Regions from separate parts of the Mus musculus genome. Here all the other regions are linked to region 1. Evidence: chromatin contacts called from public ChIA-PET and HiChIP or PLAC-seq data. All regions are on one chromosome and are shown on one strand. Each heading gives the region's core, a stretch centred on a gene start, on an enhancer-like site or on the middle of the called end of the contact. The rest is flanking DNA. Distances are from core to core; before and after follow the strand shown. Region 1 holds the start of St7 (suppression of tumorigenicity 7). Region 2 overlaps St7 (suppression of tumorigenicity 7). Region 3 overlaps St7 (suppression of tumorigenicity 7).

Evidence for each region. ChIA-PET counts read pairs in DNA pulled down with a chosen protein or histone mark. HiChIP or PLAC-seq counts read pairs in DNA pulled down with a chosen protein or histone mark.
Region 2: a FOXA1 HiChIP or PLAC-seq map of pancreatic cancer cells shows a contact between it and region 1. The contact joins the enhancer-like site here to the promoter of St7 in region 1. A contact is called at or near these places in 7 of 39 promoter capture datasets (the 3T3-L1 cell line, 3T3-L1-derived adipocytes, the C10 cell line and 5 more), 4 of 115 datasets of contacts at active chromatin or transcription factors (bone marrow-derived macrophages, cardiomyocytes, embryonic forebrain and 1 more) and 1 of 9 other capture datasets (adipose tissue).
Region 3: a contact with region 1 is called in an RNA polymerase II ChIA-PET map of memory CD8 T cells, with 128 read pairs. The contact joins the enhancer-like site here to the promoter of St7 in region 1. A contact is called at or near these places in 17 of 39 promoter capture datasets (the C10 cell line, the HPC-7 cell line, cranial neural crest and 12 more), 19 of 484 Hi-C or Micro-C datasets (8-cell embryo, the BV-2 cell line, the CH12 cell line and 10 more), 18 of 115 datasets of contacts at active chromatin or transcription factors (the 230-238 cell line, the NIH/3T3 cell line, the SCID.adh cell line and 11 more) and 3 of 9 other capture datasets (adipose tissue, embryonic stem cells and liver).

Annotation. Positions count from the first base shown.
Region 1 is chr6:17,692,020-17,695,669 of GRCm38.p6, forward strand. St7 (suppression of tumorigenicity 7) reads left to right here and starts at 1,975. Exons shown (of 16, transcript NM_001289624.1): 1 at 1,975-2,343. The coding sequence starts at 2,193.
Region 2 is chr6:17,870,073-17,873,722 of GRCm38.p6, forward strand. All of the region lies in intron 9 of St7 (suppression of tumorigenicity 7), which reads left to right. Among named protein-coding and RNA genes, the nearest start is that of Gm52894, 31 kb to the left of the region's middle. Within about 2 kb of position 1,884, at least 13 of the 459 cell types and tissues checked have an H3K27ac peak or open chromatin away from gene starts, as enhancers often do. A contact at or near this core is called in pancreatic cancer cells, where this site is marked.
Region 3 is chr6:17,849,475-17,853,124 of GRCm38.p6, forward strand. St7 (suppression of tumorigenicity 7) reads left to right here. Exons shown (of 16, transcript NM_001289624.1): 7 at 883-951; 8 at 2,784-2,938. Among named protein-coding and RNA genes, the nearest start is that of Gm52894, 10 kb to the left of the region's middle. Within about 2 kb of position 1,872, at least 6 of the 459 cell types and tissues checked have an H3K27ac peak or open chromatin away from gene starts, as enhancers often do. A contact at or near this core is called in the SCID.adh cell line and memory CD8 T cells, where this site is marked.

The sequences.
Region 1 (3,650 bases), core at 725-3,224:
AATCAGGCTGTAACTAGAGGCCATTGCTGGGAGAAACACAGAGGTGATCTGAATCTTGATGTCTTAAGGCCCAGTATAGAATGGAGAAGAGAAAGGAGAGGAAGGAGGGGTTGGTTGACTGGGGAATTGGCTTATGAAGAATATAGTATGAGAAGTTCCATGAAAGTCTTGGAGAACCAGAGAGTAGGTAGCGCCGCTCAGGCTAATTTCAAAGAATGACCCATGGTAGGGAAGGGGAGCTTAGATTACAACCTACAGTTGGAGTCTGGAGGCCTGAAGGTGGCACTGGTCCAAGTCCTGGAGTCTAAAGCCTGGAGTTCTCATGGCCAATGTCAACAGAAGAAGAGGTCAAAATGCCTCTTCTGTGGTAGAAGGAGAGTACATTCTCTCTAGTTCTATGGTCTCCAGGTTCTTGAATGGTACTCACACACACTGAAGGTGAACATTCCCCATCAAATGTGCTCACACTCACTTCTCAGTCTCTTCTGGAAAGACCCTCGCAGGCAATCCCCAAACCACTCCTTAGTGCAATTGAGTTTGCCACCTGGAACTGTCACAAACAGGCCCCACATCTACAAATTAACTCAGCCTGTTTTACTATGGAAGAAACTACAAGTCCTTGTAGGAGCAGAAAGGTGTAACACCTCTCCACACCCACTGTAAGGGCCGCAGCCAACACTCCCATATATCAGGATGCAAAAGAAAAAGCATGATAAATGAAGCCTGAAAGAATTTGAGAAACCTCTTTTCGTTCAGGTAATAACGTGAAGGTGACAGGCTGAGGGGAAAGGTCTCGCAAAGCCGGCATGTCCACATTCTTGGCCTCTCCCTAACATTCTTTCTTCTGGAGGTTTTTGAGGTAGAGTGTCCTGGAATGAGGGGCTTCAAAGGAGGAGGGGGAAGGGAGAAAAGATCGAGCTTTCCATGTTTTATAGTTTAGTCTGAGGGAGATGCATTCTGATTTCTACAATGCACCTTGAAGTAGGGGAATTTTGGTTTCCGGGAACTGGCTTTGCTTTGGGGGACACACAAGGTATGAAAAAAGGACAGGAGCTCAGAGACACCTTGCTTCTGAGGCCTTTCCAATTCCCTTCCATTCAAGGCAGCCAGCACGCCAGCACAAGGTGTCCCATTTTGAGGTAATGCATTCTGAGCTTAATCATGAGCAATATAAAAATTATAATAAGGTAAGCTGTTCAGTGATGAATTTTAATGTCTTGGTTATAGTTGGGAAAGTCTGCGTTTGCTTCATTTAACATTGAATACATTAAAAGTCAAGAAACAGACTCGGAGCTAGCACCTAAAGCCTTGTGTAAAATATACTATTTTATTTAACCGTGGGAAAATGTTCATAATGTGGTTTTATTTTTATTCATTTTTCATTAGGTTCTGATGAAGTACGCCAAAGTTAAACTAGGGAATTGCTTATATGTTAAAAACAAAAACAAAACGAGTAAAGACTTGTTTGAATGGCGATCACTTGGAAAATAGGAAGAAAAAGAAATACGTATGTTGTCAGTTTCTCTGGAAAACCCTTCACCGTGCTGTTTGGGAAAAACAAAACAAATAGCAGAAGCTAGTACAAAGGGAACCAAAATTTCTCTTCAGGCCTAATGAGCAGGAGTGCATCTCTTCTAGCTCGTCTGGATTTCATTGATACCTTTAAGCCCCAGTCCTGGGAGACACAGCTTTAAGACTCCTGGAAACCTTGTTTACGTCCTGGAAATCTTGATTGCAACCGAATTCTGACTCCACTTTAAGGTAGACCTAGGAACGCTTTGGGCCTCAGTTTCCCTCCGTCTATCACCCCAGGACCTGGCAACTGTTGCAGGCTCCCCCCCCAGACATTACAAAGTGTGTGGAGCACGCCCGGCTCTCGGAAGCGCTCTACACCCGCGAGCTGTTACGTCAGTGGGTCCCTCGGCGGCGCCCGGGCTGTCCTCCTAAAATACTAGTACAAGAAGTATAAATGGCCCGGGAGAGTGCAGGGACCGGGCCCACGTGACCGCTCCACGAAGGCCACCGGCGGGGGCTCGGAGCGCAGGCCGCGCGCTTTCCCGCCGCATCCGGGCGCCGGGCGAGCTCCGGGGACGCCGGGCCCTGGCGGCGGCGGCGGCTCGAGCCGTGCCTCGGGCGGGTGAATCATCCCGGCCGACAGCGAGCGCCGCGGCGGCCCGTAGCAGCGCCGGAAGATGGCCGAGGCGGGCGCGGGCTTCCTGGAGCAGCTCAAGTCCTGCATCGTGTGGTCGTGGACCTATCTGTGGACCGTGTGGTTCTTCCTCGTGCTCTTCCTGGTCTACATCCTGAGGGTGCCCCTGAGGATCAACGACAACCTGAGCACAGGTCAGGCCCGGCCCGGCCCGGCCCGGCTCCGCTCGGCCGCCCCTCCCCCGCCCCGGGAAAGTTAGTGCAAAGTCGCGCGGCGGGGTCGCGGCCGGCGGGGACGCGCGCTCCGGGACGCGCCGCCTCAGGTGGCCGCCGCAGCCCCGCGGCCTTCGCGAGTCCCACCCCCACCCCCGCGCGCGGAGTGTCCCCTTCCGTCCCCGCGGGTCCCCGCCGAGCCCCGGGAGCTCGCGAGTCTCGCCGGCGCTCGAGCGTCCGAACCGCGCCGAGGAGGCATGTCCTGCTCCCGGCTGCGCCGCCAGGGCCCACGCATGGCTCGGGCCGAGGGCGCGCGCGAGTGGAGAGAGAGCCTTGTCCCGGAGGGTGTCGCTGTGGTGTGGACGGGGAGGGCATGTCCGTAGGTCCCTCTAGGAGCGTGGATGACGTGTCAGGTCACCCAACGGAATGTCGAGGGGACACGCGGACCGCGCGCGGGGAATCTGGAATGTCTGACGTCCCCAGCTGAAGTTGTCCTGTTCTCGGCTGAGCCCTCTCTAAAGCGCGCGGGGCTAAACAAGTGTGCATGTATGTGGTGACTGTGGTCCTGATAAACTTGCAGCAGGCCACCCCAGATGTTAAAAACCAAGGAGGGCAAACTTAGGCTAAGGACACCCCAGAGACAATTCAGAAACAAAATGCACGTTGAAGGAAGGCTTACAGCCCTTTGAGTCTGCAAATTTTATTGCACACTACGCTGGGAAGTCTTTACAGTTCTGACTTATTTACAGACATAGATACACATTCACATATATCTGTCTTCTGTTATTTTAATTTGCATTGTCTACAATACCAAGGTTGGAAATGAATTTCCCATGACCATAACTGGAAATGGAGGACCAGTGGGAAGTGGACCCTTTTAGATGCTTGCCACAATGTACTCATTTTGTTTAACATTATAAACCTCCTTTAATGTGAACCTGTTGCTGACTATGTTTGTTTCATAGTATCCTTTGGATGGTCTTTTTGGGAGGCAGACAGAATTCTGCACATAGAATCAGCTCATCCTAATGTAGAGGATGCTAAGCTGTTTGGCTCTGATTATTCCGAAGATCCCACCTTTTTTTTTTTTTTAATCTGTTAGCGTGACTGCTTGTCACATTGTAATATTGTGTTCCTTGCCTTAGGACAGACATTCTCAACCTGTGGGTCATGACCCATTTGGAGCTTGCATATCAGATATCCTTGCATGTCAGATATATACATTATGAGTAGCAAAATCACAATTACAAAGTAGCGAGAAAAAAGAAAATAGTTTTATGGTTGGTGGG
Region 2 (3,650 bases), core at 634-3,133, 180 kb after region 1:
AAAAATTGTATATCACTGAATCCTAGTAAAACAATGCCTAATATACATAACACTAAATAACCTTTTTTCAAGAAAAATTTTTTACTACATTTCTGTGTGTGTGTGTGTGTGTGTGTGTGTGTGTGTGTGTGTGCGCACACACACACATGCTTATGCATGCACATATACAAATGTGGTGGTCAGAGAACAAGTTGCTAGAGTCAGTTTTCTCCTTCTACACTATGAGTCCCAGGATTCAATTCAGGTTGTCAGACTTGACAATAAGCATGGCTACCCTCTGAACCATCTCACTGGCTTTCTCGACTATTCTACAAAATAGTTGCTAAATAGATTTGATAACAACAACAAAGATTATGGTCAAGGAAATATGAGATGTTCACAGGTTCTTAGCCCAGCCACAAGGTGGCTATCTAGAAGTATAACAGTTTCCTGGTAAAGCAGGTGTTCCTGACAGCTCATGTCAAGTCTGACTTGCCTACTATAGTTCTAGATGGAGATTTCAAGAAGTTAAGTGGATACGCTCCTCAACAGGCAAGGAGCTTGGGAGTTGTATTAGGTAGTTCTGCATTGCTGGGACAATATTAGCTTAAGGAACAAGTAAAGAATTCTCTGTGGCCATGGCCCCAGACGATTTCAGACCATCATGACAGTGAAGGCGTGGGAGAGTTCATGGAGGTGTTCGTAATGGTAAGATCCTGTGGAGGAAGCCCCTCACTATAGAGGACCAGGAAGCACAAATGGGACCCGAACCAGGGGTCAAGTTAAATACCCTTCAAAGGTCCACTCCTTAGGAGTCCATGTAGGAAATTGGAAAGAGACTTAACAAGAGAGTAATGGTGTAACTGAGGTGCGGTGTACTTTGGTCTGAGCAATTGCATATTTTAACTTTAGTCCAAACCTGACTAGACAGGCTTTGATTAGTCTTTTACAAAGGACATTCACATGGACTGGAATTATGTACATTGAGGGTAATTTGAGGTCAGAAGTGGACTATGCACAGAGAAATGAAAACCTTCAGTGTGTGAACATCTGTTAGCTAGTATAAAGCATACAAAAGGAAGATGTCCTGGTCAGTTCTGTATCAGCTTGATAAAGTCTAGAGGCATTTGCAAAGAGGGCAATTTTGGATGAGAATATTCTTCTGTCAGATTGCCTGTAGGCAAGGCTGTAGTGCACTTTTTTGATTAGTGATTGGTGTTGGAGGGCACAGCTCACTGTGGCAATGCTCTTCCTGGGCAGTCCATCGGGGGTTATATAATAAAGCTGGCTGGGTGTGGAATGGGGAGCAGGACCAGTAAGCTACATTCCTCAATGGCTCCTGCTTCACTCGCTGTCTCTTAGTTCTTGGCTTGGCTCCTGCCCCATTTTACCTTCATGATGGATTGTGATTCAAACATGTAAGCTGAAACGAATCCCTTATTCTCCAAGTTGCTTTTGATGAAGTTGTTTAATGACATCAATAGAAACCGTAATTATAACAAAAGGTATCAACAGGTATTATGGCATACTTATAAGGAACAGGTACCACCACCCAACAGCTAAGTAGAAATCTCCTTGGATGCACTGTGGAGAAATAAAGCCAGCTCTACACTTGCCCTACTAAGTCACAGTTGTGGGAGAAATTCGCTGCAGATGAGTCAATAAACCCAGACTAGTGGTTAACTCATCACGCATCAGATGTGGATGCGTGTGGGGATGTAAAAGCGTGGACACGGGTCCCAGCAAGGTTAACTGGAAATATCAGGGGAGGAAAGAGAGTTGTAGAAGGTGAACTGATTGCAGAGCGGCGTGTAGATGACTGTCACAGCATGGAATATAGCTCTGCATACCATGTGCTGTGGTAAAAGAACCTTCCATTGTAGTTACTTTCCATACTACCTTTTGAAGTGGCTGCCAGAGTATTTGTAAACTCTGACCCAGGTAAGCAAGAGTTAATCTCCTGAGTCATGCTATTTACTGTTGCCCATATGAATGTGGAAGACTGCCAAAAATAGTGATTGCGGTTTTTGGCATGAAAAGCTCTTTCTGACAGAAATTTTTGGTCATTATGTTTAGCTGTTTATTGAGGCCACTCTTGGAACAGGAGACCTATACCATGCCATCACAGAAGGAAAGATACACAAGGTCCTCTTTTACTTGGGCTTGCTTCCAGGTCATTCAAAATATGCACTGAATATCCCAGGCTTATTCTTTATCTCAGGGTGAGGCCACACCAGATCCTAAGCTGTTCAAGATGATATAGAAACATTCTACTCCAAGACTTACCTGGAAGTTTGAGAAAGGTGGCACTCCTTGAGACTCCAGAAAGTAGAGTTTACTATCCAGTCCATCGTTGGGAGAGTTCTCTTGTAGTAACAGAATGGTGGTGCTGTCAGAGCTTTGACTTTGGGAAGGAGAGCTCTTAGATATTGTACAGTAAGTAAAAAATTCTCACTGATGGAAGAAGAGAACATGGGTGATTCTGGTTCTACGTGAGGAGCAAGCACAAGGGGACATTCTATTCTGAAAGTATTTTTCTTAGGACTCTGAATACACAGCTTATACTGATTGCTGAAAATTTTAATGTTCAGACAATGTTCCTTGTCTGGAACGAACAGAGCATCATTTTTACAGGAAGCAGATAATTATGTAAGTAACCCTTTAACCCTTTGGGCTGGTGAGATAGAACATTTACTAGAAGACCATGGTCATGCCTGCAACTGGCGCTGTATGTGGATATGCATCCCTCCAGTGAAGAATCAGAGCTTTAACCAACATCTGGGCACATCAGGCTTGATCATGTGACTTTTGAATAGGTGTGGCTCCATATTTGCCTTTTAATTAACTGTAACAGTGACATTTCCTTACTAATGTATGTGGAGGCTGCATTCGATAGTCTCTGTGTGAATGGAATACCCCCGTGCTCTGAGGACTCTCTAAGTACTTCATCCTTCCCTTTCTCCAGTCATGCAACGTAGTGTCTTTTCTATTTTCTATTTATGCCTTTATTTGAAACTGATTAAAAATGTCAAACTTGCAGCTCTAACAAAATAATATCTGCTGTTTGAATATAGTACAGGCCAGATTGTCTAAACCTTAATTAGGCTAAGCTTGACTTAACCTCAGTGGGAAGCTGGCTGAGGCGCTATGTTAATTACCTTTGCCTTAAACTATGTAAGAGTTGTCCTACTCAAGGAACAGTACATGGATGCTAAAATAATAAAATGTTTAAATAGATGCAAATTAAACTTGAAAAGTTTAAACTGTTGTTTTCATCCTGTAAGTCAGCTAAGAAATAGCATACAGACTGTGGTTCTAAATTATGTCCACAGAGCATTTCAAATCCATCGAATTAACTCTCCTTCTTTGTCCATTTGAGCTCATAAATGTTAACTTCAGAAGTGCTTCAGATTCTTCCATTGAAATAAACTTGAACTGACAATAGCCAGATGATGTAAAATTGGAACTGAAACTCTATCCATGGCCCATCCCATGTTCTTCCTCATAGGTATTGGAGGACTCATAGGAAAGCTAGTGTTTTCATTCTACAGAAACTGGAATATTTAGGCAAAGTGGGGCATATAAATTTCTTGCTGCCAGGAAAAAGCAATTAGCAGTGAGGGAAAGACAGAGGGAAATAAATAAACAGAACTATGCTAGATAGTGAGTGA
Region 3 (3,650 bases), core at 622-3,121, 160 kb after region 1:
GTATGCCACATGTGTCCTCTTGTCTTGTAGTCTCTATTCTTTGTGATTCCGCAGCTCTCCATAGAGTGCAGTTCTATGTCCTGCCTGCAAGGTCCATTGGCTTACTAGGGTCTGCCCCTCCCAGAAGAGTAGCTCATTTAGAATGCATTACTGGTGTGCTGTCTTGCATCTTTTTTACCCATTTTAGAGTTTAATTTCTTCTCTCCTTTTTAGTCTGACAGTCATTCATTCTCCTTGATAAAGAAGCCAGGAGTAAGAAGCAATAATAGTTTCCTTTTCTCTTTATTATCTACCACTATTAGCCATAAACCTTTGTTTTAATGTTGTTGTATTGCCTTTTTTTTTTTTTTTTGCCTTTTTTTTTGTGGTGATTTTGGAGAAATTGGAAAGGGGGAACCATCGGACTTTAAACATAATTTTAGACAGAGGATGGATAGTTGTCCTGAGTGGGTTTTGTATGTTTTTTCCTTTTATTGATTTATGTTAGCCAACCCTTGCTGATTTGTAACTTGAGCTCTCCTGTTGTCATTCTTATGAACCATCCCACTCCTCGCAGTCCATCCCAGCCCTCTTCTCATCTTCCATCTTGTTTGCATGTTCTTTAAAAGTATGACCTGGGCCATATCTCCATAGTGCCACCCCTGTAGCCTCCCTGAGATGTTATTTGTCATCACGATGGCAGTTGGACATGTGGAAGCTGTTCTGTTGTCTTGAGCCGTTTTCCATACTGCATCTCATGCCACTGAGTCATGCCTCTTTCCTATGAATTTTCAGTCTGCCTCCTCCTCTTCAACCGCCCTGAACTCTGGAATGACATAGTAACTCTCCCTGAATGTTCCTATCAGTTTTCATTTCACCGACTATTTTTTTCTTCTTGGTCAGAATTAGGTCCAGAGTTGAAGTTCCCCTAATTGCTTCCTCTACCATCTGGGAGATAAAATTGTTACCAAAGTAAGTCAAGAACCTGTTGGGCACCCTACTTCTAACCAAACGAGACTTGTAGCCAATATCTGGATGGTTGACACTCCATCACCACACTTCTTGCTTCTGTGTGTGTATTGTGTTGTGACAAAGATGCATCATACCCATCTTCCACCAAGCTGAGATCCTGTTCTGTCTCCTGACCATTAGCAGTTCTATTGCTCTCTCTCTCTCTCTCTCTCTCTCTCTTTCATGCACAAGCTCTAGCATGTTCCTACCCCAAACTCACGAGTTCCCACATAGACATGTTTCTTGGCTAGTACGGCTATTTTCCCTCTCCTCCTAAGAATGCTATGTGAAATAAGAACACAGAGAGCAAACAGCCTAGTCCTAACTATTCTTGAGTCCCCCACCCACCAGCTGAAATCCTATAGTGAATTCCTTTAAAGCTTTGTCTACTGTTACTATTATCTAAGTATCCAGTTCATCACCCTAAAGCTTTTTTTGTGTGCAGGCGTCTGAAACCTTAAGTAATTTCTCTGATGCCTACCCCAGTAGTTCCCTTCAGAAAATCACGAGACAGTTTTAGCATCATAGTTATTCTTTCAAGTAATATATTCTACCCTGCCCTCCATAGTAATTGATTTTCTAGCTTTTATTCTAGGTATTTTCTCCCTACCTTATCATATTTACTTAAAGCCTCACCAATGGCTCATACTTGAAATTAGAAGGACAGGATGAAGAATTGGTAAGACTCTTCCCATCCCTAGGGATCAGGTGACTCCCAAACTTAACATTATCGGAGAAGCTCATATTTTCTCCTAGCTGGCTTGGCAGTTTTCAAACAGTAACATTTAGTTTTAATTTCTGTTTATTTCCTCCCTTGTGGTCTGATGGAGAGAAATAGGGCCCTGGCCACAGAGGAGCAGTGAAGAAGATGAAAGGGATGAGTGCAGATTAACACCCATGTGGTTTGTTCTGGCCCCCTTCTCTGACAACAGGTTGTTCTTTGTATGCTTTGGAAGGTTTGCATCTTTAAAAGCCTCCTGTGCTAATTAGTTAACTGCATAGCCTTTTTGGCTTCCTGCCTCAGAGAGTTGTTGAAAGGGTTATGTGACTTGATATGGTTAGTGCCAGGCACAATGTTTACTGTATACTCAGCAGCAAATGACAGTTCCTTGTTAGAGGCGTGAGGTTGGACTCTCCTTAGGTTGTGTGACTGCATCAGAGGTTGAGCTTTCCAGAAACTACGTTTCCAGGTTTTTCTTCTGTTTTCTGATGCAGAAAATCAGCATTGCTCTGGGAGTTTAAAACAGTGCTGCACTCAGTTTTTCAGTCAGAGACTTGATTTAGTGAATTTTATGTTCTGAAAAAATTCTTGCAGTGAAAACAGTCTGTATCCAGTAAAGAAAAAGGAAACGTGTAATTCTTGAAGTGTTGGACAGACCCATCCCCTAGTAGTTATTAAACTCTTCATTATTAGCTGACGGTCACTGAGCGTTCCCTCAGTGCTGACTGCTACACTAAGCACTCCACAGAAAGCATCTTCCGAACCTTCACAAAGACACGAAGTAGACCCCATGTTCTCCATCAGGGAAGCAGAGTGACACCTTGCCCCAGGTGACAGATTAAGAAGGGGCCCAGTCATATGTGAGCCCCATGTTCCTAACAGTACACATTATACCGCTCAAGCTAAACTATAGGTGTTTCTTTGTACCATTACTGTGTCAACAGCTGCAAACAGGTGCATGAATCAGTTGGCCATGCTGCATGTTTGACGTAACTCCTTGCCCTTCTGCATGAACTCCCACAGTCTACTGCAATGTCCTTGGATTTGTAATTTGTAATATCTGAATGGACAGGTGTGCAACTGCGTACATTCTCTTGGCGGAAGAAGAAGCGACAACTATTGCTGAAGCAGAAAAACTCTTTAAGCAGGCCCTGAAGGCTGGAGATGGTTGTTACCGGCGCTCTCAGCAGCTACAACATCATGGGTCCCAGTATGAAGCTCAACACAGTAAGGTTTCCTCCAGGGTGTTGTGCTGAGGGATCGGAATGGGAGAGTTAATTAGACCACAGGTTCAGTCTGGCTCAGAACCGGCCTCTCTTGGATTCTGTTAGATAAGGCACTTAGCACACTGCCAACTTGGTTAACCTTATATTCACATGCTTATTCACGCCCACAGAATTTCATTGCTGTAAACCAACAGCGATGCCATAAACAAACAACTTTTTGAGTTCAATAATTTCATCATTTCTCCCTTCCCTTCCCTCCCTCCAAAGCCTTCCATGCATCTTCTACCACAATAACTTTTAAAACTTCTCCCCAGAATTGCTTTCTGCTTCTTCTCTTTAGTGGTTTCATCTCAGCTGTTTCTCCATCTCATAGCTTTAAGTCCAGTTTAATAACTGAACATAAACTGGTTTTTAGCATCATAAAAATGTTATCCTCTAAGTCTTGCGGAGCAGGATTGAAAAAAGGACAATTTAGAATAAATCTTTTATTGGTTATAGTCTATTGGCATTTAGTTATTATTGAAGAAACATTAGTATTATCGTTGAGAGAGAAAGAACCACGAGTTCTTCATCACTGGTGTTTTCTTAAAATAATACTGTTTTTGTAAAATAACTTTTAAAAGGCTAAGACTCTTTACTTCAGCACCCTAAACTGAGAACCTGAAACACTTTGTGGGAACAGGATAGAAGTAAGACGAAGTAATCACTGGAGT